Regions from separate parts of the Mus musculus genome. Here region 1 is linked to region 2. The links are chromatin contacts, called in public HiChIP or PLAC-seq maps. All regions are on one chromosome and are shown on one strand. The core of a region is the stretch at or near the end of the contact, and the rest is flanking DNA. Distances in the headings are between cores, read along the strand shown. Region 1 overlaps Evi5 (ecotropic viral integration site 5). Region 2 has its middle 7.8 kb from the start of Gfi1.

Region 1 (3,672 bases), core at 1,099-3,598, 110 kb after region 2:
AGCCAGAGCTATATATACAGCAGAGAGACCCTGTCTCAAAATAATAGTTATTTTAACAGATGCCATAAAACAATCAAATAGGCACACAACTGTCTATCTCCAGGTTCAGGAGGGCCAAGGCCCTCTTTTGGCCTCAGTGAGCATCAGGCATATATGTGCTGGACTGATTATATATATATATATATATATATATATATATATATATATATATATATTATACACACACACATACATGTAGGCAAAACACCCATATACATAAAATAAAAATCTTAAAAAGCTTCTCAAAACTCTGATCTTGTATCACATACAAGCAAATTTAATAAAAATCACTTGAATCCAGAAGTATGGGGGGCAGCTAGCAATCCAGTGAGGTGCCATCTCTTTTAACATCAATAAAGTAAAACTATAAGAATATATAGAAGATATTTTGTATGATCTATGGTCACTGAATGCACAGTCCCTGGAGGTCAATCTTTAAGCTGGTACTTCATCAGAACTGTAGGTGCTGTAGAATCTAGGTGCTGAAGGAGGTGGCTCAGTCAATAAGGCACTTCCTGTGCAAACACGATGAGGTCACATCTGTGTTTGGATCATCTGCCCCACGGAAAAGCTGGGCATGGAGCCACTGCCTGTAACCCCAGTGGAGGGTGTGAGAGGGAGAACACTGACAGGCAGGTCCCTGGAACTTGCTAGCCAGATAATCAATGAGCTTCAGGTTCAAGGAGACACTGACCCAAAAAGCACAGTGGAAAGCAACAGAGAAGACATTCAGCATAAATCTCTGGCCTCTACCTTCACACATGCACTTACATCCATGTTGAACACACACCCACATCCATTTGTACACACATGCACACACATACACAACTTCTATTCCTCAAAAGATATTTTAGGAGAATGACAAACGCCAATGGAAAAGGAAGATATGAAAATCAACCTCCTGAGAACAAATTTGCATCTTAAAGAATTCTCAAAACAGTGGCTGGAGAGATGACTCAGCAGTTAAGAGCACCAACTACTCTTCCAGAGAAGCTGATTTTGGTTACCAGGATCTACACAATGGCTCTTAACTATCTCTAACTCAAGTTCCAGGGGATCCAATGCCTTCTTCTGGCCTCCATGGGCACCAGGCATGCATATATGATATGTATATATGCAGGCAAAACACCTATACCCACAAGATCAAATAAAAATAATTAAAAAAAAAAAGAATTCTCAGATACACTAAAGCAAACAACATAAATTTGTAAAATCAAAGATAATCCAGGCATAGTTGTACCTGCCTTCACTCTTAGCCCTGGTAAAGCAGCAGCAGGTGGATGTCTGAGTTCAAGGCCAGCCTGGTCTATACTGTGAGTTCCAAGTCAGCCAAAGCTATCTATTGAAACCCTGCCTCTAAAAAGCAACAGCAAAAGATATGTGCAGACAACAAGCAAACATGTAATAAGAATACATGAACATCAGTAGAAAAACAAATGAGTCCACATGCACTACTGGGGCTAGAGAGATGGCTCAGAAGTTAACAGCACTCGCTGTTCTTACAGAGGACCCAGGTTCCCAGCACCCACGTGACAACTCATAACCACCTGTAAGTCCAGCTCTAGGGAATCCAGCACCCTCTTCTGACTTCTGCAGCTACTAGGCACCCATGATGGTCAGACATGTATGCCTGCAAACACTCATATACTTAAAAGTCAATAATTCTTGGGGACTGGATACATGGCTCAGTAAAGAGCACTAACTGCTCTTCCACAGGTCCTGAGTTCAATTCCCAGAAACCACATGGTGGCTCTGACTTCTTCTTCTGGAGTGTCTGAAGACAGCTACAGTGTACTTGCATATAATAAATAAATAAATTAATTAATTAAAAAGATTTATTTTTTTAAAAAGTAAATCATTCTTTTTTTTTTTTTTAATGCATTATTGCCAGACATGGTGGCACATGCCTGTAACCCCAGAACTTGGGAGATAGCAGCATCCTCCTCAGCTACACAGTGAGTTTCAGGTCAAACAAAAGATCCTATCTCAAAAGACCAAAAAATAAATAAATAAATAAAGTGAAAGTAAAGCAAAATAAAACCATGTAGTATCAATACCTACCAGAATGGCTAAAATTCAAAGCCATGATCATGGTCTAGGGCTGTAGCTCAGTTGGTAGAGTGCTTGCCTAGCACACAATGCTCTTGATTCAATCTCCAGCACCACATAAACTGTGTGTGGTGCACCGCCTGTAGCACCAGCACTCACCAGATAAAAGGCAGGAGAACAGGAAGTTCAAGATCTCCCTCAGCCTGGGCTACAGGAGACCCAAATGTTTGATCACAACTAAAGTGATGAAGGTAACCACATCTTGTCTTAACTCTACTTTGGTTTGCTTAGACACTTCTCAGCCTCTACCCCACAACAGTGACATCTGCATTGACAACACATTTGGAATTTCCATGACCCTAGCCATGAACATGAACACGAACTTTAATAATCAAAGAAGATATGTCAGGACCAATTGTCGGCCAGGTGGTAGTGGCGCACACCTTTGATCCCACTACTTAGGAGACAGAGGCAGCTGGATCTCTATGAGTTCAAAGTCTATAGCCTGGTCTATAGACTGAGTTCCAGGACAGGCAGAAACAGCAGACAGTTTCTACAGAGAAAAACTCTGTCTCAAGAAAACCAAACAATGCAGGGCAGTGGTGGTGCACTTTAATGCCAGCACTCGGGAGGCAGAGGCAGGCAGATTTCTGAGTTTGAGGCCAGCCTGGTCTACAGAGTGAGTTCCAGGACAGCCAGGGCTATACAGAGAAACCCTGTCTCAAAAAAAAAAAAAAAAAAAAAAAAAACAAACAAACAAACAAAAAAAACAAAAGCAAAAACAAAAAAAAAAAAACTTATCCTTTACCCTTAGAGCTATAGCACTGTACCGTGACCAGGCACAAAGAGCTGCTGTTCCCTACTTTCTGTTGAAGATGATGGTCCAGAGACTCCTGGAACTCACTATATAGACCAAGCTGGCCTCAAGCTCAGAGTTTGGCTCTGCCTTGTTGAGTGCTCAGATCGTAGGACTGCACCAACACTCATCTCTAATGAGTTCAAAGAAAACAGAACCAGGATTCCTAACTAAGGAAATAATTCCTGTCTTGCTCTTATGGGAATGGGACACTTTGGCTTCTATAGGATTTCTCACTCTAAAATAAAATCAGATACCTAGACTTGACTGAATTATTTTATATTTTAACCAAAGGAAACTACTTAGAAAGTTTACAATAAGAAGGGGGACTGAGAACACAGGTCAGTAAGGGAGCGCCCGCCTAGCATGCACGGCCTCGGGGTTCACTCCTCAGCTCTAAAACACTTTTAAAAATTAGTTTTGCCCTAATAATTCATAAAATTCATGAAGGATTTAGAGTCAAAAATGCTAAGAAAGGAATGGGGAGTGCTATTAGCTAAAGCATATCTTAGTCTTAAACAAATGTCCTCAGGCAATGCATGAAGCTGTATGTTACATAATTCTGATAAACAACACCCCAGAAACAAGGAAACAAGCATTCTTAGGCGGACGTTTGGTTTGTATGATAATCAAGAGAAATGTCCAGCAATTGCACTCACCTGTTTTGTTCCTCCAGCTTAGCCAGGAGTTCTAAGTCGTCTGGACTCAACTTTGATGGGGAAGATGGT
Region 2 (4,268 bases), core at 213-2,712:
AAAGAAGAAGGAGTGCTTTTTTTTTTCTAAAATATTTAAATTCAAACAAATACAAAGTGATAATTGTGTGACATCTGAACTTGCCAATGAGATAAGTAATTATCTCTGGGCAATGGGTAAATGTGCTGGCCAGCAAACCCCACAGCCAGAGTTCAATCTCCAGGAACTTAGGTGGGGAAGGAGATAACTGACTTCCAAATGCTCACCCCCAAATATACAATTAAAATAAAAATCTTCCTTTTATGAGTAGCAACTGATCAAAACAATATTCAAATAATGACATCAGTCAAAGTATGATTTGATGGCCATCACTCATGTCAATAGGCAACACAAAAGCCTGAGAGTAAGTTAAGGAGAAATTCAGCAACAAACAAATTGACATACTATGTCCACTATGAGTAAAACCTGCCTCTCTTAAAACGTTTTACTGTACTCCATGGTTCTCCCCCAATGTGTGTTCGTGAGAGTCCCCACCCCTGTGACTCCATCTGTGTGTGGGTTCAGGAGAGACTCCTGTGTGTATTCAAAAGAGCCCCCCATGTGTATACACACAAGAGACCCAGTGTGTGTACATGAGAGGCCCCACCCCCATGTGTGTTCATGAGAGACCCAACCCCTGTGTGTGTACATGACTCTCCCCATTTGTGTTCATAAGAGACTTGTATGTGTGTATGGGAGACTCCACCCTGTGTGCGTACATGAGAGACTCCTGCCTCTCCTGTGTGTATGGAATACCTTCAGAGTATCAAATATTTTCACCCACTGAGCCATCTTAGAACTTCTCTCCCTTGTTCCCTTTTGTCCTCTGTTACACAGAATCAACTTTAAAAAAAGATTTATTTATTCATTTTATATACACATGAGAGCTCTGTCTTCATGAACACCAAAAGAGAGCATCAGATCCCATTACAGATGTTTGGAGCCACCATATGGTTGCTAGGAATTGAAACCAGGACCTCTGGAAGAGTAGCTAGTGCTCTTAACCACTGAGCCATCTCTTCAGCCCCTAGCATTAGCTTTTATTTGCTGATAAATCTTAGCTTTTCCCATTTATAAATCTTAAAATTCGTTTGTATAACAGAGCTCTGCCAGCTCCTTTTTTTAAGACAAGTTTTTACTAAGTAGCCCTAGTAGTGCTGGAAGCTGCTCTGTAGACCAAACTGTCTTCAGAACTGCTGATGATCCTTGAGCAGTCAATCTCAAGGGCTGGTATCGTTTGACCAGACACCAGGCTGAGCGAGACCCTCTCATATATTAATGCTAAGAATCTTCTAAACACAAAGAAAATGTTATCTTCCTTTAATGATCCTTTTCTGGCTGGCATGTTAAAATTGCACCACTTTATAAAATATAGTATCACTAAGATGTTCGTTTTTACAGGACAGATTTCACAGATCTGAAGAGGGAGGGAGCTGGTATTCAGGGTTCACATGTGAGAGTGGTTCCTGAGAAGAGAATGAGTAAATAACATATCACAGCGTGTGTGGGCTGAACAGTGTGACTCTTACTGAGACAGACCCAGTGTGAACTCTCATGGAAAAAAAAAAGTCAATTTTATTTAGTGAATGGAAAAAGTAACGAGAGAAAGAGAAAATGCGTTTATTTTTCTTTTTAGTTTCATCACTTCCTACAGGATGTTAGGTGAAACACTTTATTCTAAATGAAAGAGTCTATGTATCATAACTTTTAAAAATTACTCACAAAACCCAGCTCTGGAAGGAATGTCTGACCCAGTATCTAGAGGGAGGTAGAACCTAGGGGTTCTGGGAACTCTGAGGTGAAGCTGGGGACCAGCCCTGGTAATCTTTCCATGCCCCGAGCTGGCCTTCAGAAGGGAATCCTGGAGTAGAGGAACTTAGGGGGTCCAGTGCCCCCACAGATGTAGGGGTGCTCCCTGCCCCCATGGCCTCCTGAAGAGAGGGATTCACAGGGAATCTAGTGGTTTCTGTTTCAGTGAAGTGAAGTGGTCTAATTAGCCCAGGTTTGCATATTGACACACACATGCTGCCCCAGAAACACGTGCACCTTTGTGCTTTTCTAGATCAGTTAAAAAATTAAAATGACATTTAAGTCCAACAAATTCTGTTGATTCAAAATCTCATCTCTTTGCACTGGAGTGGAAAAGCTTTGAGCTTTAAGCTGGCAGAGAGAGATGTGAAGGGAGCTGAAACTAGGAGGAGATAGTCTTTTCTCCCCTCTCCCAAAGACCCGCCACCCCAGCAGTGCAGGTTTCTTTGGTCTACTCTCAACAGGAGGTCAGAAAATAATAGCACTAAAGTCCCTGAAGCAGCAGGGCTGATAAACATTCTCTTTGTTACTTTCTTTGAAAAATAAACAAACAAACAAACTTTTATTTTCTTCACATTTTTCCAACAAGGTCTTCTGAAGCCCAGGCTGCCATTAGATACGCTGTGTGCCTGAGTATGACCATAAACTTCTGATCCTCCTGCGTCTACCTTCGGGTGGGATTGCAGGCATGCACCACCATGCTTGGCTTTGTGTGGTACTGGACATTGAACCCAGAACTCTTTGAGCACTAGGCAAGCACATCCTGAACACCAGTAAAACATTTTCAAAGAGAAAAGAAAATTTAAAACATACACCCATCTACATCCATTTCCACCATGTTAGTAAACCAGGGACATTTTGAAGTGTGGTCTTTATAAAAACACCCGGGTGCTTATCTCCCACGCTCTGGCTATATTAAATCATTGTCCATCTTGATGATATGCTGTGATTTTATTGTTACCAGGAGGTTATAATCTCTGTCTGTCTGTCTGTCTGCCTCTTTTATCCACTCCAAATTATACTGTGACTTTTAAAAATTGTACTTGAGTTTGTTTGAAAGTAGAATTTAAATATTCCTTTTTCTATTTTTATGAGCCTCGTGACATTTACACACACACACACACACACACACACACACACACACACACATATACCTGTACATAATATACTTGGATCATATTCCTATACCTGCTGTTCTCTCTTAGCCCCCATTGGTCCCTTCCTCTTCCCACATAATCTCCCTTTTGCCTTTATGTCGTGATTCCACATGTGAAAGAAAACAGAAATGCTTGTTTTCTAACTGTAGTTCCATTTGCCTAATGTAATTATCTCCCGTTCCATCCACCTTTCTGCATGTGACACAGTTTTAGTCCTCTTTACGACTGAGTAGTATTCCATGGTAAAATTCTAACACATTTTTTTTAACTCATCGATGAACACCCACACCAATTCCACAATTGGCTACTGTGGACGTTGGATCAATAAGCATGTGTGTGTGGGCGTCTCTGTTGTGCGATAGCTTTTATTGCTTCTGACGTATTTGCAGGAATGGTATGGCTGGATCCTAAGGTAGTTCTGTTTTAGTTTGTGGAGGCACCTCCATACTGAATTCCACAGCAGGTAAGCTAATCCACACTCCGACCAATAGTCCTAAGTGTTCCTGGTTCCTAAAGGAAATGCTTGCCAGTATTTTTCTTGTTTTTGTTATCTTGATGGCAGCCATTGTAATCAGAGTGAAAGAGATTTTCAATGTAGTTTTGATTTGTATTTCTCTTGTCATTAAAGGGGCCGAACTTTCCCACATAATAATTGAGTTTACACAGCTCCTTTTGTGAGAGGTTTATTCACTTGTCATTTGCTGACTTGACTGAGTCTTCTTGTTCTATTTCATTGGTTGGTTCTTTAGAGATGATGGATGTTAATTTTGGTCAGATAAAAGGCTGGCAGGATTTCTCCTAGAACATAGGCACTCTCCTTACTCTGGCAAGCGTTTCGTTCTGTTCAGAGGCTTTTAATTTGATATGGCCCTGCCCATCAGCTCTTGCAATTACTTCCTGAGATACTAGAGTCTTATTCACCAAGTTGTCAATATCTGCATCTTAAACCCTTTCCCTATATTTTATTGTTTCCAAGTTTGTTAAGGTCTTTAACCCATTCAAAACTGACCTTTGTCCAGAGTAAAAAACAGGTCTGATGTCAGTTATGTGTGTTTGGATACTGAAATCTCAGTACAATGTGTTAAAGAGGCCCTCTTTCCCTCCCCTTCTCCCTACTCCCCTTCCTCCCTCCCTCCCTCTCTCTCTCTCTCCATTCCTTCCTTTCTTTTTTATAGAACTATTTTATTTTATAGAGTGTTTGCCTGCATGTGTGTGCATATGCACCATATACGTGCCTGTAGATGGCCGTGTACCATCATGTGGGTGCTGGGGACTGAACTTGGGCCCTCTGTAAGAACAGCAAGTGCTTTGTAACCTCTGACC

What was found. HiChIP or PLAC-seq counts read pairs in DNA pulled down with a chosen protein or histone mark.
Region 1: a CTCF HiChIP or PLAC-seq map of CD8 T cells shows a contact between it and region 2, with 5 read pairs. The contact joins two enhancer-like sites. A contact is called at or near these places in 1 of 15 datasets of contacts at CTCF or cohesin (CD8 T cells), 4 of 484 Hi-C or Micro-C datasets (the P5424 cell line, embryonic stem cells and myeloid progenitors), 7 of 115 datasets of contacts at active chromatin or transcription factors (CD8 T cells, the SCID.adh cell line, embryonic stem cells and 2 more) and 1 of 9 other capture datasets (adipose tissue).

Annotation. Positions count from the first base shown.
Region 1 is chr5:107,838,468-107,842,139 of GRCm38.p6, forward strand. Evi5 (ecotropic viral integration site 5) reads right to left here. Exons shown (of 20, transcript NM_001378824.1): 2 at 3,604-3,672. Among named protein-coding and RNA genes, the nearest start is that of Ube2d2b, 10 kb to the left of the region's middle. Within about 2 kb of position 2,349, at least 71 of the 459 cell types and tissues checked have an H3K27ac peak or open chromatin away from gene starts, as enhancers often do. A contact at or near this core is called in CD8 T cells, the P5424 cell line and the SCID.adh cell line, where this site is marked.
Region 2 is chr5:107,730,034-107,734,301 of GRCm38.p6, forward strand. No RefSeq gene overlaps it. Among named protein-coding and RNA genes, the nearest start is that of Gfi1, 7.8 kb to the left of the region's middle. RefSeq lists an enhancer at 548-2,699. Within about 2 kb of position 1,463, at least 16 of the 459 cell types and tissues checked have an H3K27ac peak or open chromatin away from gene starts, as enhancers often do. A contact at or near this core is called in CD8 T cells, the P5424 cell line and the SCID.adh cell line, where this site is marked.